3 separate regions of the Mus musculus genome follow, and all the other regions are linked to region 1. Evidence: chromatin contacts called from public Hi-C and promoter capture Hi-C data. All regions are on one chromosome and are shown on one strand. The core of a region is the stretch at or near the end of the contact, and the rest is flanking DNA. Distances in the headings are between cores, read along the strand shown.

What was found. A called contact is a pair of places that touch in the nucleus more often than the background predicts. Capture Hi-C pulls out chosen DNA fragments and counts their contacts.
Region 2: a contact with region 1 is called in a Hi-C map of CD8 T cells, with 2.8 times the contacts expected there. The contact joins the promoter of Zfp429 here to the promoter of Zfp458 in region 1. A contact is called at or near these places in 2 of 39 promoter capture datasets (erythroid cells and macrophages), 4 of 484 Hi-C or Micro-C datasets (CD4 T cells, CD8 T cells, double positive thymocytes and 1 more), 1 of 115 datasets of contacts at active chromatin or transcription factors (memory CD8 T cells) and 2 of 9 other capture datasets (adipose tissue and pancreatic islet).
Region 3: a contact with region 1 is called in a promoter capture Hi-C map of adipose tissue. The contact joins the promoter of Zfp712 here to the promoter of Zfp458 in region 1. A contact is called at or near these places in 1 of 39 promoter capture datasets (embryonic stem cells), 5 of 484 Hi-C or Micro-C datasets (CD4 T cells, cerebral cortex, embryonic stem cells and 2 more) and 3 of 9 other capture datasets (adipose tissue, liver and pancreatic islet).

What each region holds. Positions count from the first base shown.
Region 1 is chr13:67,265,751-67,270,674 of GRCm38.p6, reverse strand. Zfp458 (zinc finger protein 458) reads left to right here and starts at 1,607. Exons shown (of 4, transcript NM_001001152.2): 1 at 1,607-1,644. The coding sequence starts at 1,639.
Region 2 is chr13:67,397,462-67,402,111 of GRCm38.p6, reverse strand. It overlaps Zfp429 (zinc finger protein 429), which reads left to right and starts at 2,345. Exons shown (of 4, transcript NM_001080941.1): 1 at 2,345-2,416. The coding sequence starts at 2,381.
Region 3 is chr13:67,059,728-67,064,862 of GRCm38.p6, reverse strand. Zfp712 (zinc finger protein 712) reads left to right here and starts at 3,693. Exons shown (of 4, transcript NM_001166218.1): 1 at 3,693-3,800. The coding sequence starts at 3,795.

The sequences.
Region 1 (4,924 bases), core at 358-2,857:
CATGTTCAGTTTGTGCCTACCTCCTTCTCTTGAATTAACCAATTTCACTAGGAGGAAATGGAAACTGCGGAACAGTTGAGGTTTCATCCTCACAGATCAGCTCCTCTCAGGTGAGTCAGTTCCCTCAGTCAGTACACTCACACATTGAAAGCCTAGCAGTACTTATGGTTGCTGGCAATGCCCTTCCCTGCAGCCTTCAGGAGTACAGACTAGTCATGAGTTCATTCTAAACAGACATGCCAATCAAGTGTCCAGGTGAATGTATTAGGGGTATTGTTTAATACTGCTTGATGACTCTAGTTTCTCTAAGAGGAGCTGTATCCCTGGCTTAGCACACTGCCTGGAATACAAGAATTGAATAGGAACTTCCCATAGTCTCTGCACTGAAACAGCTTCCTCATCAATCTGTATACATCGTGGAAGCATGAAGCCTTCCTTATAATGGGTGTGTACCTTTGTCTCAAACACAAACTGCCCAGCAATAAATCTTCCTAAGAAGAGATGGGCATTCTCAGTACTCCATGGTCCCAATGCAGCTTCTTTACTACACTGAGCTCACTTGACAATCGTAGGGACATATTTCTAACACCTTTGTATTCAAGGAGGAATCATCTCAGTGTTCTGCTTAGAAGTGAGGGAAGTTCAAGACAGATAACAAATATTTAAATCGTCTGAAACATGAATCATGGCGTGATCAGGAGAGAGGAAATTCTATAAGGAACATCAAAGGGAACAAGGGAAATCCTATAGTGCACAGTGTACCAAGAGTCAGTAGACTCACCAGTGTGATCCCAGGAGCTCTGCACCTCCTGCTGGGAGATGGGGAGGAGGAAAGCCTGTGCTCAGAGAACACCCGGTGGTGACTAGTTTTGATTTCCTGTTCTTCTTCTTTTTTTTTTTTTAATTATTATTTATTTATTATATGTAAGTACACTGTAGCTGTCTTCAGACACTCCAGAAGAGGGCGTCAGATCTCATTACAGATGGTTGTGAGCCACCATGTGGTTGCTGGGATTTGAACTCCAGACCTTTGGAAGAGCAGTCGGGTGCTCTTACCCACTGAGCCATCTCACCAGCCTGATTTCCTGTTCTTCTGTTTTAAGCACCTGAGATGCTGCATGTCAGGCGGGATCACCAAGCGTGGTTTCATTAAAGAAATGCACAGTCCTACATTACCGTCCTGCTTCCTTATTTTTAAGTAAAGCAGACCATGAAAGCATGATTTCCCATGTGTTAGTATGATTTCATAAGTAGGTTTGAGCTTTAAAATCACGTTTTAGCAGAAATAACTAGCATGATTAACATTACTGAGAAAGGCTCGACTCACAGGCTAACATCGCATGCTGAGACCACAGCACTTCAAAAAAGCCCGAATGCCCTGTGGCTGCCCATGTGCAGAAGACTGTTTCTTTCTAATTCCACTTGCTCACAGTAGGGCAGGTACCCAGGCAGTGCACAAAACCCATTTGGAGTGTTCCTGGAAGTCCTTTGCACTGACTTGTGGGAAATGTAGTCCCAACAATTATGACATCACCAGAAGGGGCTGTCAGTATTGAACTTCCGGGTTCGTTCTTAAACCTCGCTTCTCCCCCAAAGTTAGGGGACTGTCCTGCTCAGAACTGGGCTTGGATCTCTGACATGGAGGTTGGTGCAGGGAGCAACGCCGTCCTGCAGATCCAGAGGGACTGTGCAGGGTGGCGGGTCGGGCGCGGAGGGAGCTGACTCAGGCTGGTTGGGAGACAGGGGAAGCTGCTGACCTGGAGATGCTGTGCTGACCTAGGATGGGCCACTGCCCCCGGGAACAAGATTGAAGAGGAGAAGGTTGGAAAACAACAGGATGGCCAGGGCAATCTGGTTCTGCTGACTGCCTGTGCCTGAGATGCTGAAGGGAGCGCACTCAACTTTGCTGAAGAACATGCTCTGCCTAGCTGACCCGTGATCACATGGCTATAGTCAGATTCTCGGGATTTACAGAACTTCCTAAATTTCCTAGTGTGCTGGAACAGAAAGTCTTGTGAGGGCAACTGTTGTGTGGAATGTTAGTTCCTATTCCCTTGGAATGAATTGTTAGATTTATGGACGCCTCCGTTTGAATAGGAATTTCTAATAGACACCGCTGTGACCTGAATCATCACAATACATGGCTGTATAGCCACAGAATAATCTTGGAATTGGTATGAACCCGTGTTTGCACAATCCAAATAATTAACCTTTCTTTCCCCTTACCTCTGGTACGTGGGCTAGAGGGAAAGTTGAAGCGTTCAAGAACTCTAATTAAGTAAGTCTTGAAATTTCTAAGCCTACAGTATGATGTTTTCTAGTTCCATCCATTTGCCTGAAAAATTCTTGATATCCTTATTTTCAATAGCTGAGCAGTATTTCACTGTGTAAGTGAACCACATTTTCTTTATCCATTTGTTCATCGAGGGATATCTGTATTGTTTCCAGATTCTGGATATCATGAATGAAGTTGCTCTGAATGTAGTTGAGTAAGGTGCCTTGTAGTTTGGTGGAACATCTTTTGGGTATATGACCGTGGTATAGCTGGGTCTTGAGGTAGAACTATACCCAATTATCTGAGGAGCTGCCAAATTGATTTCTATAGTGGTTGTGCAACTTGACACTCCCTCCAGCAATGGAGGCGTGTTCTCCCTGATTCACATCCTTGCCAGCATGTGCTGTGGCTTGCGTTTTTGATTTTGGCCATTCTGCTGGGTGTAAAGTAGAATCTCAGTCACCTTGGTTTGCATTTTCCTGAAGGCTAAGAATGTTGGACCTTTTAAAGGTCTTTCTTGGCCATTAAAGATTCCTCTATTGAGGAATTCTCTGCTTAGCTCTTTAACCCATTTTTAAATTGGCTATTTGGGTTGTTGGTGTCTACCTTTTTGAGTTCATTATATTTTTTGGGTGTCACCCCCCCCACCCCCATGAGGCATAGGGTTGATGAAGATCTTTTCCCCTTCTGTAGGCTACCAATTTTTTCCTATTGACAGCGACCTTTGCCTTGCAGAAGCTTTTCAGTTTCATGAGGCCCCATTTATTAGTTACTGATCTTAGTGCCTGAGCTATTTGGTGTTCTGTTCAGGAGGTTGTCTCCTGTACCAGTGTGTTCAAGGCTACTTTATACTTCCTCTTGTATTAGACTTAGTGTATCTGGTTTTATGTTGAGGTCTTTGATCCATGTGGACTTGAGTTTTTGCAGGATAATAAATTGGATCTATTTACATTTTCTAGATGCAGACATCCAGTTAGACAGCTACCATTTGTTAAAGATGCTTTCTTTTTCCATTGGATGGTTTTTGTCTTCTTAGTAAAAAAAAAAAATCAATGTTCATAGGTGTATGGGTTTATTTCAGGATCTTGTATTTGATTCAGTTCATCAACCTCTCTGTTTCTGTACCAATATCATGCATTTGTGGTTGTTGTTTTATTTGTTTGTTTGTTTGTTTGTTTGTTTGTTTTACTATTCTGTGGTACAGCTTGAAATCAGGGATGGTCATTTTATTGTACAGGATTGTTTTAGGTATACAGTTTTGTTTTGTTTTTTCCATGTGAAGTTGAAAATTGTTTTTCCAAGGTCTGTTAAGAATTATGTTGTAGTTTTAATGGGAAGTGCATTGAATCTGTAGATTGCTTATGATAAGATGGCCATTTTTATTGTTAATCTTACTTATCCATGACCATGAGAAATCATTCCATCTTTTGATATCTTAGTTATATTCCTTTTTCAGAGAGTTGAAGTTCTTGTTTTACAGGTCTTTCAATTGCTTGGTTAGAGTTACACCAGGATATTTTATAATATTTGTGGATAGTGAGAAGGTAGTTGTTTCCCTAATTTCTTTGTCAGTCTGTTTACTGTTCATATAACTGAGGGCCACTGATTTTTTTTTTTTGAGCAGATTTTGTATCCAACCATTTTGCTGATGATGTTTATATGATGTAGGAGGTCTCTGGTAGAGTTTTGGGGGTCACTTGTGCATGCTATCATATCATCTGTGAATATCCATACTTTGATTTTTTTCTTTTCCAAATTATATCCCCTTCTTGTTGTTTTATGGCTTTTGCTAGAACTTTAAGTACTAGATTGAAGAGATGTGGGGAGATAGACAGCCTTGTCTTGTCCATGATTTTAATGGAGCTGCTTTAAGTTTCTCTCCATCTAATTTGATGTTGGCTATTGGCCTGCTGGATGTTGCTTTTCTTGTGTTTAGTTATGCACTTTGTATTCCTGATCTCTCTAAGGCTTTTAACATGAAGGGAAGTTGGATTTTTTCAAAGTTTTTTTTTCAGTATCTAAGGAGACTATTATGAAATATTTGCTTGTCTCAATTTGTTTATATGGTGGATTTAGTTGATGGGACTTCATATATTGAACCACTCCTGTGTTCCTGGGATAAAGTCTCGTTCATCAAGTTGGATGATATTTTTGATCTGTTCTTGGGTTTGGTTTGTGAGTATTTAATTGAGCATTTTTGCATCAATGTTCATAAATAAAGTTGGTCTGAAATAGTCTTTCTGTGTTGAGTCTTTGTGTGGTTTAGGTATCAGGGTGACCACTGTTAGGTTTGTCTAGATGAGCTGCAGGCAGGTAGGGAGTTGGAGTAAGAGCTCCAAGGTTCCCCTTTAAATCCATATTTATGTTCTTCCACTCCCCTAATTAGAGCTTCCCAGTTCTTCCCAGTTTCCCCCACGAGGTCATATGTACCTTCCATTCTGTCTCTTTATTTTCTTTTTAATTAATTTTTTTTTACGTATTCAATTTACATCCTACTCACTGCCCACTCCTGATTACCCACAATCCTCCCACACTCCCCTACCCTTCTCCTCTGAGTTGGTGGAGGTTCCCCGGGTTTGCTTCCCACCCTGGCACTTCAAGTCTTTGTGAGGCTAGGTGCTTCCCACTGAGCCCTAACAAGACAGCCCA
Region 2 (4,650 bases), core at 1,096-3,595, 130 kb before region 1:
ATGAAAACCAAAATCCACCATGGACATGAAGATTGATAATCAGTTATCTTATTTCCTCTTGACAACCAATGTTCATTACCTTCTTTAAATCTTTCCTCGTGCCCTAATAGTTAACCTTTATTATTCTCTTTTCTAAATGACATACTTATTCTAAATACATTTTAAATGTGGACAGATTTTAGTGATCCCTAGCTAGATCCCAAATGAATCCAATAGAGAATTTAAGGTTTATGTGATAAGCTTTATAACACAATAACTGGGCAGTTAATCTATTCGAATCCTCTAAGGTAATCTGGCTACCTCCCTGCCCAAAAACCCTGAGATACTTGTATTTTAGTTTTGATGTTGCTCTCTGGGATTCAGGTGTTTTTCCATGATGTCTCTCCTGGACTGCTTCCTCCTGGCCTGTCCTCTATTCTTCCTTTGTCTAACAGAAGTCCCGCCCTATTCTCTCTTTTGCCTAACCATTGGCTGATCAGCTTTTATTAACAAGTCAGATAATAAGTGGGGAATAATGTTTGCACACACTTGAGAGGGGAGATACTTAAAATAAGCACTACAATGTCATGTCTGGATTACAACCATATATGGGGGCTGAGAAATCAGGATTTGAATAATACAAGGATAATCTTTACACAGCGTACAATAACATTATGCCTGCAATATACTGTACCCACATGAAAATTTCTTCACATATATACATATAGTACTGTCTAGATTAAACACCTAGAAGAACATGCAGTGTTTACCTTTATAAAACTAAGTAATATCAATATCATACATACTATGTCAGTCCATTTCTTAGTAAAATTTGTGATTACAGTATCTTAGATCCAAAGAGCATCTCTCTCTCTCTCTCTCTCTCTCTCTGTAATAAATATTTATATTTACCAAATTGTTTTCCATTAATATTTTCATGGATATCTATGTTGATTCTGGTTGTTTACTGTTGGGAATAAAGAGCAATAAACATGGGGGCACAAATACACCTACATACAGCAAATTATCAGGTTCTCTGAGTATAACCACAGGATTGAATTAGTAGTGAGAGTGCAGAGACTGGTTCCATTCGGTTGAGGTCATTATGGGAATTAATCTGTAAGGTTCCAGTGTTTATTTCAGCACCCATAGTCTATGCTTCTGTACTCTTAGAGGCTACTTTGGGTCTGTGTTCCACAGTGGAGTAGACTCCACTGCAGCTGATGTTTTAGTACCTGCCTTTAGTTCACAGGATCTAAGGAATGGCCAAGGCATTGACTCCATGTGATCCCCTGGCTGTTTTGTGAGCAGTCCCATGTACACTGATTTCTGAGGGCTCTCAGAAAGAAATCCTAGTTGCAGGTGAGGGTGGATACCAATTTAAAATGTTTGTGCTCTGTATACTCTTGTTTCTACAGTACAACTCAAAGCCTTTGCATTTATGTCTCAACTACATACAACAAGTTGGAGAAATGACTGGATGTGTGACCTGCTTTTATTACAGACACCTTTCTACCAACAGATCAACAGTAGTAGTCTCTGTTGGACATAGGTAGCCTGTTAGCTGGTTTTAATCAATGCCTCCTTGGGCTGCTTGTTGATCTCCTTTCCAATGTCTGAGAGTCTGGGGCATTAACTCGGGACAAGAGATTTAGAGGAATGTTAGATAGACACTTGCTTGGGTGTGGCTTGGGAATGTCAAATTTTATCTTCAGAGTCAACCTCCTTGGCCTGCTCAAACAGCATGTGTTCCTGTATATGTAATATTAGCAATGCCCTGGAGGAATTATTTCTATATATTCGAAAAGTAGAAACACAAACAACAGTATACAAGTTTGTTGGGGCAGAAACCAAGCCAGCTTTGTACCGCAAGTCCATTTGTCAAAAGTTACTGAGGAGCTAGGAGCATAGTCAGGCACACCAAGGTTGGTTTCAAACATCCTTTTATAAAGTTACGTTTCCTTCCCACGTAGGTTAGTGTATTGCTTTGTTATTTTAACGAACTACTAAGTCAACGTTTTTTGTTTTTTTGTTTTTTTCAAGAAGTAGTAATATTAAACTTACAACTAGAAATGACTTGTAAGCCATATGTTTCTGTCAAAGGCTCGACTCATATCCGTACATCTCCGATGTGGTTCTGGGGTCCGAAACCAAATGGGGTCGCATTACCCATAGCTTTTCTGCAGAAAAGGCTTCCTCCTTCAACCTTCTACTTTGTGTTACCATCCACGTACCTCTCCAAACAGTAGAAGTCACCCACCCTGGGTTCTGGGATTTCCTTCGCACAGACTTCTGGGAGATGTAGTCCGCACCGCTGTGACCACTGGGAGCCTTCCAGGAAATCCCCTTCTGACTTCAGGTTTGTACTTGTGCCTCTTCCTCAAAGTTGGGCGGAAATCCTATGCGGCTATCTATTCCAGTTGTCTCTGACAAGAAGGTTGGTCCAGTCAGCAGCGTTGCTTGGGGCTCTGTGCGGGGTCTGTGTCAGGGAGGTTGGTTCAAGGAAGCAGCATAGACTGGGGTGGGTGCCAGAGCAGGGCTCTGTCTTGGAGGGAGCGCTTCTGGGCTGGGTGGGAGGGCGGAAGCAGCTGCCAGGACTTGCTGTGCTGAACTGGCTGGGACCGCTGAGGCTGCAGTTTTGGAGTGAGGGGACTGGCCTTTTGGGATTGTGTCCTGAGTGAAGGTTTCCTTTAGAACACCGAGAGCAGCCCGAGTCTGCCTTGGTTCTCTGGTACACTGGAGCAGCTTGGTAGTGGGGGACTAGATTGCAAACTAATGGTGATGAGCTGACTACCTGCTCCTGAGAGAGTGCCAGAGCCCACAGACCTGCATTGCTGGAAACGCGCATTCCTGGCTGCCCCCATCTCACCTGGATGCTGCCAGAGTCCTTTGTGTCTTTAGAGTAAAAGGGTTTCTGGTCCCCGTGTACTCTGTAGCCAGCTTATAGCAATGGCCTTGAGGTCTGACTGTGTTCACTTTTCTCTGCCAGTAAAGAATTAAGAGAGGAAAAATCCGAGGTACTACAGGTGTCGTTTAGGGGAATTCTGGGACACTGCCAACAGATCTGCCTGAATGCACTGAAAATCTTGGACTAGGGTTGAAGAAACGCATGGAGTGGATACACTGGCAGGAATGTCTACAAGGCAGAGTGGGATCGAGACGAGCTCACATCATGTTTCACCTTGAGGGCTGTATTTTCTAAACTTTTGAAAGGACCTCCATCCCTACTTTACAGTTGAGAGTTTTAAAAAAAGAGATAATGTCCGCTTGGCCCACAATGGTTCCGGTCAACATGACATTATCAGGGCTTGGACTTGTTGAAGAAGTTTATGAACATTGTGTATATTTCTGCCAGTGTTTCTGTTATCTTGTAGCTTTGCTGCCCATGGTAATATGAGGTATAAAAGGGCGGTGAATAATAAACTTGAGGCTGCTGTGGTATTGACCAGCAGTCCTCCCAAGTCTATTTCTTGGCTCTGCATCTTTTTTCGGCCTCTCCTGTCTTTAATCCTCACTCCACACTCAGAGACTCTTTGACACTTGGCACAACCTAGGAGTTGCTGCTTCATGATCTGTGTTGTATGTATTTTAAGCACTGTGTAGTATAGACAGGCTGGTAGGGAATGGGGAGTCTGTATTGTTTGGAACCTGATCAGGAATCCATCGTTCTCTTTGCCTCTCTCTCATGTTTACTTCCCATCAATGTCCTGTTAATCTTTAGATCTGCCCGACTCTCTGAAAATTTATCTCTGATTGTCACTGACAGGAGATGCAAGAGTTCTTAAAACATCTGCGCTGTCCTTTCTGTTGCTCTAGACTTCCTCTAGGATGGGCTTCCATTGAGTGGAATGTAACCATCGAGCTCCCAGTTATTGGAAGGATAGGTAGTAATTGTTAATGGGTGGAACTGTTCCTGCCTCAGGTCAGACATTATTTGCATTTCTTTCCCATTGAAAGTGAATTTTGCAAGTCTCTGATTCCCCTGCAATGTTTGCTGTTAATTGTACTGGCTATAATCCCCACAAAACGGTATCCTGTTTACAGGTCCCCGGACCTCCACCCCCAGGGTCTCACAGGAGATTGTACTCAAGACAGCAGACACTTGCCCATGCAGAATGGAGGAAGCCAGTGCTGGCCAACATAGGGAGTGAGCCCCGCAGTTAATTCTCCATTGTGAGCATGCTCTGATTCTCTCACAGAGAGTTGTTTTGGTCTTTGCTCTGCTCTGGGCTCCTGCCATTCTCCACATTGCTGGTTTTCCCGTGGCCTTGGTGATGCAAACATTAAAAAAAGTGTAATCTGCTTTTTCATACTCGTAAAGACAGGATCTTTCTCTACTAGCTGTACAGAAGGTTTCAAGACCTTTCAATTTATTTTTCCCTTGAGAAACTCCTATTCACCAAAGTGCTTCATTATGCCGGTTAATTTTGGAGATGTTCTGGCCTCTTTATTGCTGCTGAATGCTGCTCATTAGACAAAAGACTATTTTCTGCGCAGTCAATCTTTAAAGAAAATATAATTTTGTTGTCCTATAAACTCTTGTGACAATAGCTATTCCCTCTTCCCAAGGGTGCAATCACCTTGCACTTCAGACAGAAGACTCACGGGATTGCAGTTGGATCTGACATGAAGATCTGAACAGGGACGAGTTATCCATACAGATTTAAGGTG
Region 3 (5,135 bases), core at 2,444-4,943, 210 kb after region 1:
TTATAACACGATGAACTTTAGCTCTGAGAGAACTTTTGAAACATGTATTAAGAAGAAACTTGAGAATAGAAGAGAACAGCTGAAGTAGAAGTTAAATTTGAAATAGTTAACATCTCCTCATCAGCCAAACACATCTTGAAACTCACACATACACATCTTATCCTTCATAAAGCTCGTTTCTTTGATAAATGATTGCTTTTTCAATCTCTTAATGCTAATTCTAAAGCTACTATTAGTCACATATTACATAATACATTGTTTATAAGAGTACATTAAATAAGATTTATTTTACCGGGGCTGGAGAAATGGCTCAGTGGTTAAGAGCACTGACTACTCTTCCATAAGTTCTGAGTTCAAATCCCAGCTACCATGTGGTGGCTCACAACCATCTGTAATGGGATATGATGCCCTCTTCTGGGATGTCTGAAGAGAGCTACAGTATACTTACACATAATCAATCAATCAATCAATCTTGGGGCCGATATGAGCAAGGCCAAGGCAAGAAAGAAAAAAAAAATTTTAAAAAGATTTATTTTACCAACTATGTACTTTTAATAGTGTTTAATATTATTTAATGGTTATCAGAATTGCTTTTAAATTTTGGTACCAGAGTGAACATACTAAGATACATATTCATTTACTATTATGTCTTATTAAAAAAAATCCTTTTCATTTGGCAAAATACATCATAATATTAGATGCTTATGAGATACTTTGTAGAGGTGAACACTTGGAAATCTTCATATACATTACTATTAGAAACAACAGAAACAAAATAATATTTCATAGCAAGTAGAAAATCTCAGACTGAGGTTCTTGCTTTTTTGTGAAAGGTAGGAGATGAAGAAATAGTATGAGCTCTGCGTGCAGTATGAAGACAACGGTGCTGTCATTCCAGAGAAAGCACGGAGCTTATGAAGAGAACCTTCCCCTTCCTACCCATCTTCACATTCTTTGGCTGTTCCCTTTGATCTCCAGGTATATGTGCGACACTGCCACTCTCCTTCAGAATCAGCTGTGGCTCTCATTTTCTCCTTTCTCCCCACTCAGTTTCTTATCAGAAATTTAAATTGCTGATTCGAACTTTGAATTTCCCCCATACAACAGTAGTTTTATTTAGATATTCATATTATTCTTCATTTTAAGTGCTTGTTCCTAGTTGACCCAAAGTCACTGTATATGCATATGCTGGAGGATGTGCATTCAATATAGTTGTCAGTTATATAATCAATACAATGAGCAAATCTAGTTCCTCAAACATTTGTGATTTTCATGGTAAGAACATTTAGGATCCTTCAGGCTGCTGTGTTATGGATTGTAAATTATTATAGCGATCAATCTCCTTGACTGATATTAAGTGCTTTCCATACATACTAGATATTAGTATGGCTCCTTTTTCTGTAGGTATTGCTGAATTTTGACCTGCATTATTTCAGTCATTTTTGTTATGTTGTTTTGTTTGACACTGCTATCAACTTAGTTTTAGTTTTATTTATTTATTTTTTACAAAAAAAATGTCATCATTGAATGTGGGGCTGTGGGTGTGTGGGAAAGAGGGGAGTAGAAGAAAACCCGTGTCCTACCAGTTTTTTGGTGCTCTGGGTGGTCAGATGCGGGAGGACTGCTGGATGATTTCCATGCGGCCCCAGGTGGGCATCTGGTTGTGTAAAGCCACTGACCCCACATGGCGGGTGGTGGAAAGGGGCAGCTCTAGGTACCAGGTTCTCAGTCTCTGGCATCGTACGCTGGATACGATGGAGGAGCTGAGAACAGAATAGGGGCCCCAGGGCAGCACTAGGCCCAGGGGATGAAGCGAAGAAAGGGCGGGGGGAAAGGGGACTGGATGGTTCCCACGCAGGCGAGAATCCTTGGTCAGGTCCATGGCTTGGAAGGCCTTCTGGTGGGAGGTTGGATGTGGCTCATTAGGAGAAAGCCTATCTCATCATTCAAGCAGGGCAGGCCTTTATGGTCAGAGATAGTCTATGGATTTAGAGCTTTATTGTAGAAAGGCAGGGAGAAAGGAGAGAAGGTAGAAAGAGAGAGAGAGTCTGGCCATGGCTATGTGGAGAGAGCAGGAAGGGAAAGAGAGAAAGAGAGCTAGGGAGTAAGAAAGGTGAAAGCTTAAGAGAGTGAGGTGGAGCCAAGCAGCCCCTCTTATAGTGGGCTGGCTATCTTTCTGTTGCTAGGTAACTGTGGGGCGGAGTCTAGCCAGAATGCCAGCAGCTTGGGACATTGTCTATGTCACTGATAGCCACAAGCCTCTCCTTTGGGGACTGTTGGGGGCGGTAACTTCGACAGGAGCTAGGGGTCCAGGAGACATGATCGAATGCCTTCTGTCCCATGTAGGTGAAAATTACCACCCACCGGGTCCCACCGGGGTTCAAGACCTAACTAAGTTCGACTGGAGACCAGGCTGTCTCTGTGCATAGCCCATTGCCCCACAATTGAATTCTAGAACAGTTTGAGTTTGAGATTTAGCAATGCCCTGTCATTGAGTTAGCAAAGACATTTTAAGATTAACTGCTTTGTGTGTCTGTGTTTTTTATCCAAAGATCCAGTATTCTCTAGGTGAGGGGCTGATAGCACTGCCTGTTCCCAGAGCTTAGGTGGGGTAGCAAAAGGTACATGTAACACTTTAGTATGCAAGTTTACTCAAAGCATATACATTCTGTGATCTCATTTTCTGAATCTGTTTTGTTTTTGAGTGGGGAGTCATGTATACCAAACATGTTTCAAACTTTCTATATGTCTATAGGTGACCTCGGACTCCTATTCCTATCTCCAGTAACCAACATCTGGGATTTTCAACATGTAAAACCACACTTGCTTCTATACAATCATCTTTAGTTTGAAGTTCCAGTTATTTGGACCAACACTTTTTCACATGTTCATTGTCTGTTTTCATTTCTCATTTTAAGAATTGTCTTCTCAAAATATTAGCTCATTTTTTTAATCCATGTTTGCCTTGTGATGTGAAACATTTTGGGGTGGGTGAGATAGCTCAGAGGTTAAGAGCACTAGCTGCTCTTCCGAGGGTCCTGAGTTCAAATACCAGCAACCACATGGTGGCTTACAACCATCCATAATGAGACCTGACTCCCTCTTCTGGTGTGTTTGAGGACAGCTACAGTGTACTTACATATAATAATAAATCTTTTTTAAAAACAAAACAAAAACAAACAAACAAACACAGCTGGGCAGTGGTGGCGCACACCTTTAATCCCAGCACTTGGGAGGCAGAGGCAGGAGGATTTCTGAGTTAGAGGCCAGCCTGGTTTGTAGAGTGAGTTCCAGGACAGCCAGAGCTATACAGAGAAACCCTGTCTGGAAAAACAAACCAAACCAAAGCAAAGCAAAACAAAAACAAAAACGAAACATTTTGTAGGAAGCAGGTTGAGTTTTAAAATCACAATATATGGACCCAAAGTATCCAGTACACATAATAAACAATGCTGTCAAAGGTTCAACCCATACTCATTTTGAAAATTTAAACGCGGTACCCTGACTCCCCGTGGCTATCCACCTTCAGAAGTGGCTTGTTTCTACCCATTCTCTTTGGCAAACAGCCTGACAGTAACTTGGGAACGTTTCAAATCACCTACCACGGCTTTGTGAAACTCGCTCGCAGAGAATTGTGGGAAATGTAGTCTCGTCCGCGGCGACGTCACAAACAGGGACTCTGGGAAGGGCGCTTCCGTGTTTCTTCTGCGCCTGTGTGTGTCTCCCTCTCTGGCGGTCTTCTCCAAAGTTGGGCCAGTGTCGGGTCCTGTGCGCGCTCTGGTAGCATCTCTGGCATGGAGGTTGGTCCCAGGATGTAGCGCAGCCAGAGGGACGTTGCGGGGTGGGCGGGTCCGCCTTGGAGGGAGGCGGGAAGAAGTTGAATGGGAGGTACTGTGGTGACCTAGGCTTGTCCATTCCGGTGCTGGTTAACGCTGGAGGAGGGATGGAGCTGGGAGTGGCCTCTCTTTTAAGGTGCCGTTGCCCTGTTCTGTCCTGCACTTCTGGGGCAGGAGAGCTGGCTCGGTAGCCTAGGAATGGAGAAGGGTGCCTGGCAGGGTGCATCTGCTGTCAGCTTGTGCCTGAGGTGTGGAAGCATGCCCTTAGCTGACACTGTCTCGATGGCTTCTGTTATCCGGAATTTAATAGATGTATATACAATGCAGTCCGATCAAATCCACCCCTACTGTCCCCTACTTCAACAGTACCAGGTATCTCCCAAAATGCTCCACTCCCAATTTCCTGTCCTGGTGGTTTTGTTTTTGTTTTATAACCCACTGAGTCCACTTAGTATTGCTCTAGTGTGCATACCTGTGTGTATGGGGCGGGGAAGGGAGGGCGCACAGGACATCCCCTAGAACGTGGACGCTCACTGGCCACACCTCCAAGCAAAATAAACAAACAAACAAACAAACAAAACGAATCTCTTTTTCAGTGGTCATGAATTCCAACCGATCCTTAGCTAAGGGTGGGGCCTTGTGAACCCCTCCCCTTTCCCTGTTGAAGTTTTGACTGACGTTATTTGTGTGTTATGCTGGTAACCATAGCTACCTTTTCCCCCTTCCTATTGCCATCCTTTTGTGTTTGTATTGGGATTTTGAGTCAGTTTCTTGTGTAGTCCAGGCTGCCCTGAAGTGTTCTGTGTAGCTGATAGTGACGTTAACTTCCGTTCCTCCTGACTTCTCCTCCTCTTTACTCCTCTGTGCCCTAGGAAGATGGCCATCTGTCACTTTGTTCTTTCCTTTGTGACTTGCCCCTTAAACCTTCTCTATTCTTTCAGATGACTATTAAGCCATAACTTATTGGTTAAGACAGGATCTAATTACTAATTTGCTTAGGAAATGGCAGAATTTCACTGGGTATATAAACAACATATGAGATGTAGAAAAGAAATTTGGAGATGCTCATATATTTATTTTAATTTATAAATATCAGTGAAGGATGCTTTGCTAAATATTGATCAAGACACCATGCCATGTTCCATTTATAGTGAGTTTGAGTGTTGTTTGTTTATTAACTGTTGGATTTCTTAAGTTGCCTCATAACCAGAGAATTTATATTAAGAAGAAAGACATATTATAGGGATGAAGGCATAAAAGTAGAATGTTAAGATCAAAACAAACTATGTAGCATGAAGA